4 separate regions of the Sus scrofa genome follow, and all the other regions are linked to region 2. Evidence: chromatin contacts called from public HiChIP or PLAC-seq data. All regions are on one chromosome and are shown on one strand. Each heading gives the region's core, a stretch centred on a gene start, on an enhancer-like site or on the middle of the called end of the contact. The rest is flanking DNA. Distances are from core to core; before and after follow the strand shown. Region 1 holds the start of TMOD3 (tropomodulin 3). Region 2 holds the start of GNB5 (guanine nucleotide-binding protein subunit beta-5). Region 3 holds the start of MYO5A (unconventional myosin-Va). Region 4 holds the start of LEO1 (RNA polymerase-associated protein LEO1).

Region 1 (2,700 bases), core at 29-2,528, 400 kb before region 2:
TGAGTTTGAGAAACATGGTCACAGATGATCTTACTTAATGTGGTAATATTTAGGATATACATTAGTCTGATCAACAGTGGAAAGTATGCTAAAATTTGAATCAGGCTATCTGTTTTTCATTTCTGTATCTCCAGTTACTGGCTGTGTGACCTTTTACAGCTTACTTAATTTTTCTCATCTGTAGAAATGGAGAATACTAATATAGTCTTTGTAGGGTTGTTTATAGGATTGGATGAGCTATTATAAATGGAGTGCTGGCAAAATTCTAGCTATTATAAATGGAGTGCTGGCACAATTCTTGGTGTGGGTTAAGTATTCAATAAATATTAGTTGAACCTGAATGTGGAATTGTGTAGGAAATTGCTCTCAGGTGTTATCTCCAAAAATATTTGAGAAACTGATTCACACTAAGATGCTATAAAAAATAAGATGCAATGGCAACCAAGAGTATTTGCATTTAGGAGGTTTTTTTTTTTTCCCCCTGAAAAAACCCACATCATTGGTGATCTTTATTGCTGGAATTAGTGGATGCTAATTGCATGAAATTCCAGGGTATTTATCTCGGGTGCTCCTTGCTCTGAGGAGTAAATAGCAGCAGAGTCTTAACCATTAATCTGCTCCCGCACTGGGTGTAGCTGGAACGTATCTTAAGCAGGCACTTGAGTTCTCTAATTGGCTGCATTTTTGAGGTGTATCAAAGTTGAACATTACACCTGAGAATGCAAGAATGGGATGGGATGGAAACTGATCACTGCGACATCATCCTGGCTGCAAACCTAAGGAAATCACAAGGGTCACTATACTCTTAAGGTGACATCCGCCTGATTTATGTCACTCTCGTGCCTTAGCCTTTATTTGTTTCCTTTTCTATCAGTTTTTCATAATAAGTTTAAAGGGCTCCATGTCTTGTCCTCCCATTAGCAACCTAGGGTTTAAGTCCTGCGGTGTGTGCCTTTTGACTAAAAATCAAAGTGAAGAGGAAATCTGTACTAAGGAACCCCTAGTTGACGTATAAAGCTCCCAAAGGGTCGAAGGTAGATAATTCTACGAGTAGAGAGAGTTTTATCAGACTAGTGTAAGGCTTGACATCTGCAGCTGCTTCAAAGTTCCACACACAGTAAAGCCCAAGATCTGCGCTGAGCCTCGCCCTCCTGGCTTGAACTACAGCTCCCAGGATGCTCCGCGATTTGGGAGTGCGCGCGCGCGTCGGCGGTGGAGTGGGAACCAGCGCCGTCGAGTTGGGGGAGCTTCTGGCGGGTGGATCCGACAACTCCCCGGGAGGCGGACGCAGGCGGACCGGCGGGTACTGGGAGCTGAGCGGCAAGCAGTCCCCGCGGGTCTGTGAAGGAGGTCGGTGGCTTCAGCGGGCGCTAGGCAGGTAAGCCAAGACCGATGCTTTCCAGGAAGTCCGTCTGCGGGCGCCGGCAGTGTGTCGTACCAGCCATGGTGGCTGAGGAGGGAGAGGTTGCTGTCTTCCAGCAGCGCGGCTCGAATCTCGTTCGCTCCCAATCCCTGTCCGGTAGCGAGAGGACGCTGGGGCTGCTTCGGGGCAAAAGGGCCAGGGCAGGATCCGCAGGACGCGCTGGGCGTCGCCCGTGGTGGAGGCGCGCGAAGACAGATTTGCGATGAATCACTCCCCGGCCCGGCCTCGCCGGGTTCGGGACTGGCCCCTTCCCCTCCCGGCTGGAGCCCGCGCCGGCCGTGGCTGTGAGAACTCGAAGTGCTTATCCGCCCCATCCATCCCACCCAGGCTTACTAGCCGGCGACTAGCGTCTGAAGGTTTTTTTCACCGAGTCTCCTTCAAAGACTTCTGCTTAGTGAGTTGGAAAGAAGAAGAAAAAAAGAAGGGCACACCCTTTTCTTTTTTTTTTAATTTAATTGAAATCTTTCTTGTCTTGCGTTCGCCGTTTTGAACTATCTGCTCTTAGAATAGATTCCTGGCTCCTGTGCAGCACAGCTGGACCCGGCTGTGAAGTTTGTATGTTGGTTTGTTTTGAGGACGTGACTGGGTCGTTATTTTTGCTTACAGAAGTGGTGTGTTTCCTCTGCAAGCCTGCATTCTGATTACAAACGAATGAGAAACAGCCGCAGGGGGCTTTTTGTTTTGTTTTTTGGATTTTGGGGGTTTTTAATGTTTAGTTAAGAATCGCATTTCCAACTTGTCCTTGGCTTCCCTTAAAACCAAAAGTCATCTGGTAATGAATACTGCAGTAAAACTTAGCCCAGGAGGTCATACTTGAACAGGAAATAAGCCTGTGGAGATTTAGGTTAGTTATGTGCGGTCTGCCTTGGTTTGTAACATTTTAATGTGGCTCATGTTTCTTTTTCTGAGAATCCTTCAGATTAATTTTTCAGTAAATAAAATTGCTAATTGGTCTGTTACAAAAATGTATCAGGCTTAGAAAAATAGTCTTGTCCAGCCTCATTTACCTTTGCTAGTAAGTTCTTCCTAGTCCTAGGCCTTTTTTTTTTTTTTTTTTTTTTTTTTACCCTATTACTTAAGAGCTCACAGTCATTTTATAATACTTAGAATCACCTTTCTAACACATTCCTAGGAAAGGAACAAAAAAGGAATTAAAATGTGATACCCGATATATTTTAACTCTTTTAGGTTGCTTGTTTTTGAACCTCTTGGGATTTCTACTTTATCATCTTTAAAATGAGATGACTCCAAGATTGTCAGCCCTAAATATCCAATTT
Region 2 (2,700 bases), core at 5-2,504:
TTCCCTATCTGGCCCTCCATTCTCAAGGAGAGGGAGCAGATTGAAAAAGTGAGCTTTTAAATCAGAGTCTGGTTTCTTGCAAAAGCAAAACTGAGAAATGACGGAGAAAGCCAAATGATTATAAAACAAAACAGTAGTTGACCCTAGGCCGCGTCCGCAAGGGCTCACTGTGCATGCCTCCAATGAAAACCCCCTCCACCCTGTTCCGCTTGAGAAGGGCATGAATGCAACCAGTTTTCATCTTCCAGGCAGGTGATGACGGAAACTGGTCCTACGATCCTTGGCAGGAGGGCAGCGGCCAGAGGCTGCTGCCACCCGGTTCCCCCTGCCCACAGGCGGGCTGGTCTCCGCTAGCGGTCTGGGGCTCTAGGAGGTGCCCAGGGCCTGCGAGGGTCGGGCTCGAGCCCCCTACCGGCGCGTCCCAGCGCTGGGCCGCTACCCAAGCCTATTCTGATGCTCCGGCACTGGGGCCCTCATCCAGGCCATGGCGCGGGCCTGGCTCCAGCCCGGGGCCCAGGCCGCCACCCTCCATCCTCTTCCTCACCAACTCCCCATCCCCCGAGGGAGCCGGAGCCAGTCTTGTTTCCTCCGCCCGCCCCTCGGCGCGCAGCCCCCGCCCCGGCCCGCACTCACGCTCCACGTCGTGCAGCTTGGCCCGCTCCTCCTCCAGTTTGCCCTTGAGGCTCTCGGCCTCGCTCTTGAGCGACGCCAGCGTCTCGTTCTCATGCAGCCCGTCGGTTGCCATCTTCGCGCGGGGACGCGGCGGGCAGGGAAACCGGGATGCGAGTTAGCGGGCGACGGAGGCCCGTGCGGCGAGCGGGCGCCGAGCCGCCAGCGGCGCAGCTCCAGCCGCCTCCCGGAGCGCGCCCCGCCCTCCCGCGCTGACGCTGGCAGCTGCGAGCCGGGCGGCGGCGGCGGCGGCAGGTCGCCCTCCCGCCTCACCTTCGCCTGCCGCGCTAGCGGGCCCTTGTGCTCCCTCCGCGCCCCGGGTCCCCGGCCGCGCGCCCCTGCGCGTTGCCCCGGAGAGGCTCGCTTGATGCGCACTTAGGGCCAAGCTGGGATTTAAACCAGGGACTGCCCGGCCTTTGGGAGTTTGGCGAAGTCGCAGGAACACAGCCCTTCCAACACCCCTTTCCCTCACTCGCCGCCCAGATCTCCTCTCCTTGGGACTTTAGACGCTGCCCAGTGGCTTCGTATGGCAGAGAGCGGACGGGAGAGGAGAGGACGAGGGGCCCTGGCTCTCACCATTGGTACCCTGTCTGAACCTCGGTAGCTCTGATGCTCCCCCTACAACAAACCGTAAACTTTCCTTTTTTGTTGGCTTAAATATACAAAGATAAAGCTAATTCTGGCTTCTGAGAAGCTCTGGAGTCTTTGCCCCTTCTTGCTTTTGCTTTTCCTTTTTTCACCCGTGAATTAAGTCCCTGGCCTGGGGGCTCATGAGGACGTGGTGTTGGGGGCAGGGACACACAGGGCCCAGACTCAAGGCTTCTGAGCACCGTGTCCAGTGATCTCAGGTCACTTCTGAGGCAGCACCTCACCTTACAATGAAGGGTTGCTACGATTCCCTCGAGGAAGTAAATGAGTGACTTTGTGGCAAAAAGAGTATGTGCTCTTTCCAATTCCTTATAATAGCAGGCACTGTTCAGGTGCTTTACGTGAATAACTCACAATAGCCACCCTGAATGGGCACTATTATCACCCCCATTTTATAAATGAAAAAGATTAAATGATTTGCCTGCCTCACACTCTTAGAAACAGTTTCAGAGTTCTTAGAAAAAGTTAAACACACAGGCTTTGTCTAGATCAGACTGCCTGTGAGTAAATCCTGGTTGTGCTGTGTGGCCTTGAGCGGCTTACTTGACTTTTCTGTGTCTCAGGCTCCTCCTCTGTAAATCGGGATAACATCTTCCTCAGAGGGTTTTCATTCAGAGGGGATGCATGGCACACAGTATATGCTCCTGGTTATTAAGGCTGCCTGGTACACTTGAGCAATTTCACAGGAAGTAATTTAAATGAGACACTAGGTCATGGGGGACACTTCTCACAAGGGTCATCTCAAAAGGCCTGGGAAAAGCAGCATCCTCTCATCACCTCCTCAGGCTGGTGCTCCGTGGACCACCATGGTATGTGTGTGCCTTGCCTGAGGGTCTGCCTGTTTATGAGGACCTGGGGTGGGTGGAGCTTCATACTGGTGTGTGCCATCCTCTGAAGAGTCTCTGTTTAAGATAACCCCCAAATATCCTCCAACCTGGAGAGTTTGCCATCCAGAGACAAGGCCATGTAACTTTTTTTAATGGCTGGCAAAGCTTGTGAAGTGCCTTTCTGTACTTTGGTGTTCACTGTTTTTACAAGTGAGACAGCTGAAAGTCAGAAAAGTTGAATCTACATATCAGTAGTGGTGGAGTTATAGGGTTGCCACCATGCATAAAAAGTGTCCACTGGGGGCTGTCTACAAAACTCCAAACACCTGGATTAAAAATTTAGCTGCCAGCCATTTGGATGTTTCTGCAGCCAGAGGAATCTGTCCAAGTATTTGGGAGCATCAAGTGCTTGCAGTGGTGCAGCATCAAGTGCTGGCAACAGTCTCAAAGGAACATCTCCATCCAGGGTTCTGACCTGGAAAGAATCTGTGAAGCTGCAGAGGACCTGACATCTGGGAATCTGGGCTTCTTCTGTCCATAGAGGAAGTTGTTTAAA
Region 3 (2,700 bases), core at 82-2,581, 380 kb after region 2:
AAACTCAAAAGGCCAGGGCTAGCATCCAGGGCTAGAATCCGGGTCTCTAAATGGCAGGTCTAGACCTCTTCCTTCAATAACATGCTGCAACTTGGGCCCAGGGCTTGCTTGGGTAATATTTGGATACAAGGATTCTTGGACCCTAAATGTAGACGCTGTTGCAAATGCCAACTTGAAAAGTTAAGGCAATTCTGTTAACCGGAATTAGAGGTAGTTAACAGCTGGCAAAACACCTACTACCTACAAGGGAGTGAAAGTGTAAAATGCCATGACAACACAGTCACAAAGGACATTACACTGTCTTGAAGGTATGGTTCTCCAAAACATGCCATTCAGATATTACCAGCCCCAGAGAATACTAGCGTCAGTATAAGAAAGAAAGGCTGCTACTTCCCTTAAACTAAACCCAGGAGGAGAAGGCTCGCCGCAGAGGTTGGTGAAGACATGGAGCCTAACAAGGCTCTAAGGGATTATACGCAGGTTGCAAACTCCCAGTGACAAATGAATGCCGACCATTCTATTCTAGTCCGTGAATCAGCTCGCGTTTGTTCCGCCGCCTGCTCCCCAAGGGCCCTCCACCCCAGGGTAAAAATCTGAAACCAGGCAACTAAAGGTGAAAACTGGCGAAAGATTCTAAATCTCACACAGAAAGGTTGGCTGGCGGTAGAAGTGGCACCGCATACCAACACAAGACGTTATTTTAAGCGCGTGTCCCCAAGGGAGGGACCGACCAGATCTAGCATCTCCCACAAGCCAGCATTTTTCCTAAAGCAAGACGGAAGGCTGAGCAATCTTGACCCAGGCCCGCCCTACTAAATCCACACGGGTTCCCTTAGAAATCCGCACTGCTCGAAGCCCAAGAAGCTTGGCAGGGGCCAGAGAGGCACCCGAGGCAGGCCTCCTCCGCCTTAATCATCAACGACTGAACGAGGAAGGCGCTTTCGCCGGCTGGCGGCCGGCGAGCAGGGCCAAGGGTTTTGAAATGCTCGGAAAGGGGTGGTACCGGCCCAGCAAAACCGGGTCCTCAAGCCCCATGCCCCTCCCCAGTATGACAGCTGGCGGCGTGGGTCCGCGGGGTCCCCTCCCCACAGCGCGACTCGCGGGGCGCCTTACCTTTGTGTAGAGCTCGGACGCGGCCATGGCGGGCCCCGCGGCGCCGACGCCCCCCAGTCCGTGCGGAGGCCGCACCTCGCCTGGGCGGCCGCCCGCGCCGACTAGGAAGCGCCCAGGCTGCCTCCGGCAGCGAGCAGGGCAGGGCCGGGGCGGGCCGCGCCGGGCGGGGCCGGGTGGGGCGGGGCGGGGCCCCTCAGACGCAGGCGGCCCGTGGGGGCCTCGCCATCACTCCCGGGCTCGCCGCGAGTAGTGCCGCGCGCTCGGCGCGCCCGGGGTCCTCGGGGTCGCCACCGCAGCCACCCTGGCGGACGGTGATGCTGCCGCCGCCGCCGCCGCCCTGTGCATTGTGGGAGCGGGAGGAGGCTGCGCTCCCGCGCTACCACCTCGGCTGCTCCGGGTTCTCTCCAGCTCACGCTGCCTCCCATCGGCTGCGGGCACCGAGCATCAGCAGCCTGCCACCCAGCGTCGTCGCCGCCGCCGCCTCCCGCGCTGCCGAGACCCAGAAGCCCGCCCTAGGACACCTGCCGGTTGCACACCCGTCCCGGGGGGCATGTCGTCCCCTGGACTCCCTCGATCCCAAGCGAGCCCTGGACTGTGACAGCTCAGCCCTGAGAAGGTTGGTGTCACTGAAGGAGTCCAGGGAAAAGGCTAGGAGTCTCCAGGCTGCTTCACCTGTGCTTCCAAACATTTCTAGGGAAATGATTTGGGGCGAGATTTCTTGGAAGGCCATAGAATAACTTAGAATTCCAGAAGAGCCTTGTTAGCAGTATAGAAGTCTAGGAGTGAGCAAGGAACGGGATAATGAGAGAATAACCAAGGTCACCCCAAAGATGACTGCACCCCTCGGCATCTGCAGTAGGGTCGTTTCTTGATGCAGGATCGTATGGGCCTGTTTTAAGCTGCAGAGATATAAGTGCGCCTTGTAACAAGATGCGCAAAGGAGGCAGCCCTGGAGCCTCTTTTGCTTCCAGGCCTGTGCCTAGTGGTGCCACTACCTTTCTGCCCCGGCCCTTTCTCTATCTAATCGTTGTTATCCTTGCACTTTGAGCACAAGAATGTGATCTTTCCGCCCCCCCCCGCCCATGCTGTCTTCACATATACCTGCTCCCAAGTCACACTTTCATTCTGGCTTGGCTAATGGTCATAATTTTTCAACCTCTTTTTAATGTGCTCATGTGATACCCAGTGCCATTCCTGGGAATCTGGCATGGTTTCTATCAAGACCACCTCTCAAGGCTAGCCCCCTTGGTAGTGTGTGTATCCTGCATGTGTATTTGAAGGGAGAGCACTGATGAGGGGGACACTTGGGTCAAGTGCTCCCTGGAACTCAGGTCTCGCCTCCCCTTACTCACTGCCCACAATCTTTTCAGAGATGCCAGAGGAATAGCTACAGAATCCTGCAGAATTCTTTGTACTTTCCATTCTAAAGCCATGTATCTTTCACGTTTTTACATCCTATCTTTTCTTTGCCCAGACATACAAAAGAGGAAACCATGCAGCTATGAGCAGTACACCAGAAAGGGCACTGGATTGAGATTTAAGAATTTTGAACTCTATCTCTTGAGTTTCTTCATGCTTTGTGTATTG
Region 4 (2,700 bases), core at 120-2,619, 260 kb before region 2:
TGATGTCAGGTGGAGGTAGGGTGGGGATGATCTTTTCATCATTATATCCCCTACACCTAGCAAAGTAGCTGGAACATGACAGGGGATTTGTAAATGCTGAATGAATGAACAACTTCAAGGAAGCAAGTTGGGAGGGTTCACATAGATCTGTGCCTTGAAGGGTGAATGGGATATGGACAAGTACAGATGAGGGGAAAAAAAAAAAAAACAAAAAAACATTGGCAAACCACATGGAACAAATACACAAAGCTCTATACTTCCAGACTTATCCTGACCAGAACCTTGAGGATACCCATTCTGGTAGAGCCCTCACACTAGACTTCCACCTGGTGCTCCCCTGATTATAAAAAGTATGAATAAATTGGAGTCAGAGAAAGAAAAAAAACAACCACAACAAGCACTATGCTAAGGAAAAAAGTAGATACAGTACTTTGAGCTTAGCGAGTTTTAAGAATGCTGAACTTGTTCCTGGGCCCCTTCTCGCTTCAAAGACCTCCTATTACTATCTCAAACTCAAATAGCTCGTCTTTGTGCCAGAAAGACTTCCTTGCACAATAAAACCTACCTTCATTAATTCATTTCATCAACAAATCCTTCATCCTTTCCCTCCAAACACAGAGCTCATATGTTCCCCAAGTTTAATATCACAGACAAATTCTAGAGTTTCTGCACAGATTCTCGGAGAACACATTATTTCCTGCAAGTAATGCCCTACCCCGGTATCCTTCCCAATCTTCTCATCCAGACATCTCAAACTCCCCATCACGCCACTCTCTGGTTTCGTTTCAGGAGAGCATCTGAGCCCCTCTAAAAATTCGTCCGGCCTATTCCCATATTCCTGAAGACCTAATTTCCATTCATTTACAACTGCCCTTACTCTGCGCTGGCCGGTGCAAGGCAGGACACAGCAGGGCTCCGAGGTTCCTTCTCTGGCTGTGCTAGCTCACCGGGCCTCCATCCCTGCCCCGCGCCCCCTTCGCTCCACATGCCCAGCTTGCTCCACGGACACCAAGAGCCTCGAGGCGCACGCTCTGCGTCTGTCCCTTCACTCCTGTCCTCCAGGGTAGGCTGGCACCGCCGGGAGTGCAGGGAGCGCTAAGGCAGGAGTGGAGGAAGTGCTACCACTCGCCCTCAGCGCCCGAGCGTTCGCACAACCGGAACTGGACTGCTGTCTGGCTCCCGTCGCAGAAGGCCCGCCACGGTCGCCTCCACCAAAGCCCAACCAAATCCACCTTTACGCTCAGCATCACTGTCGACGTCGCTCCCGAAAAGGTCCTCCATATCCGCCATTGCCGCGCACGTCCGCTGCTGTCTTCACTGGGGGTGGCTTCGCGACTGTCTTTACGGCACGGAAACAACGAGTTGCGACAGTGTCGCAAAAGATTCGCTAAAAGTCTGCTTTCCTTCGGTGAACTAGTTTTCGTGTGCTCTGTGAACCTGTGCTTGTCCAATCTCCTAAGCGTATAGACCACGCATTTTCGTCAAGATCTGTTCTTATTCCCGAGGATTCTCACCCGGGGAACGTCCTGTCTGCGTGTCAGTGGAGCGGGAAGCGCTTAGGTTCTCCCGGGAAAGGCCTGGGGCCGTGTTAAACCTGCCCTGAGTCAGGTCTGGAGTCCTTTGTTTCATACTGACGAAGTGTTCTCAAATTGTTGCAAACTCTATAAAGGGTCGTTATGTGGGTTATATTCTATTGCTATTTACTGTATTAGTAATTAAGGCAGAGGTATTTTTAAAATCGTTTAAAAATAGTAAACAGGTTAACATAACTAGAGTTTTTAAATTTTAAGTGACTTTTTTTCAAAAAAAAAAAATGAGTGGAATTGTTCTACAGTTTTGGAAAAGTCTTCAGTATCTGTCTTAAAACAACTGAGTTCTCATAACTACTCTGCACTGATTCTATTGAGAAAGGCCTTGGTTGAAGCCTATGAAGAAAATGAGGTCTCTCACGTGTGTGTGTGATCGGGAAAGGGACGGTCTCTCCTACCCCTAAAAGGGTCTTCCTCGGACTGCTCTTTGAAGACTGCATGCAGGCTTAGAACAGTGTATCTCAAACATCAAAAATGTCCCATCTTAACCCAGTACACACTTTTGTGCATAAAATTAAATACTTCACAAAACAATACATACTACTAAGATTTAGTCTTGAGATTTCCTATTCTCTTTTACTTTATTCTCTTGCAGCTTTTGTTTTTAATGATGACAGGCAGTGCATCACTTAATTGATTTCATGATTTACTAATTAATTGCAACCCGTAGCTAGAAAAACCCTATTCAGAGGCTTCTTGTTTATTTTTTCTGAAAAAAAGTTTGATTTTGCTATGAAATGTGGCTATGATTGTACATTATCAAATCAGACAGTACTAGAATTTTCCTAAAAGGTCAGTGCTAGATAAACCCTCTTGCTTTTATAAAATTTCAAAGAACTGAAGGGACTTGCACATACGAAACAACTACGTCATTTTCAGGAAACTTAAATATTAGTTTTCAAGAATGTACATCCTGTGTTAAAGTATTATCTGTCTAGATCAATATAAGGATTTTAATCTTGGACAGCAACAGTGGATTTTTAGTTTGGAAATTTTGAGGCATTATTTTTGTTGCAAATAGGAGTGCCTGACAAGGTTCAAATGGGCAAGAAGTGGGACTGAGTATGTTATCCTAGTCTTCTGTACAAAGTGGATGATGTAAGAGCAGGTA

What was found. HiChIP or PLAC-seq counts read pairs in DNA pulled down with a chosen protein or histone mark.
Region 1: an H3K27ac HiChIP or PLAC-seq map of alveolar macrophages shows a contact between it and region 2. The contact joins the promoter of TMOD3 here to the promoter of GNB5 in region 2. A contact is called at or near these places in 2 of 5 promoter capture datasets (fetal liver and liver) and 2 of 2 datasets of contacts at active chromatin or transcription factors (alveolar macrophages and skeletal muscle).
Region 3: a contact with region 2 is called in an H3K27ac HiChIP or PLAC-seq map of alveolar macrophages. The contact joins the promoter of MYO5A here to the promoter of GNB5 in region 2. A contact is called at or near these places in 2 of 2 datasets of contacts at active chromatin or transcription factors (alveolar macrophages and skeletal muscle).
Region 4: a contact with region 2 is called in an H3K27ac HiChIP or PLAC-seq map of alveolar macrophages. The contact joins the promoter of LEO1 here to the promoter of GNB5 in region 2. A contact is called at or near these places in 1 of 47 Hi-C or Micro-C datasets (fetal heart ventricle) and 1 of 2 datasets of contacts at active chromatin or transcription factors (alveolar macrophages).

Annotation. Positions count from the first base shown.
Region 1 is chr1:119,947,373-119,950,072 of Sscrofa11.1, reverse strand. TMOD3 (tropomodulin 3) reads left to right here and starts at 1,278. Exons shown (of 10, transcript NM_214294.1): 1 at 1,278-1,378.
Region 2 is chr1:119,543,936-119,546,635 of Sscrofa11.1, reverse strand. It overlaps GNB5 (guanine nucleotide-binding protein subunit beta-5), which reads right to left and starts at 1,254. Exons shown (of 11, transcript XM_001924730.4): 1 at 634-1,254. The coding sequence starts at 745.
Region 3 is chr1:119,164,382-119,167,081 of Sscrofa11.1, reverse strand. It overlaps MYO5A (unconventional myosin-Va), which reads right to left and starts at 1,331. Exons shown (of 42, transcript XM_001926768.7): 1 at 1,114-1,331. The coding sequence starts at 1,140.
Region 4 is chr1:119,803,661-119,806,360 of Sscrofa11.1, reverse strand. It overlaps LEO1 (RNA polymerase-associated protein LEO1), which reads right to left and starts at 1,369. Exons shown (of 12, transcript XM_003121504.4): 1 at 1,233-1,369. The coding sequence starts at 1,290.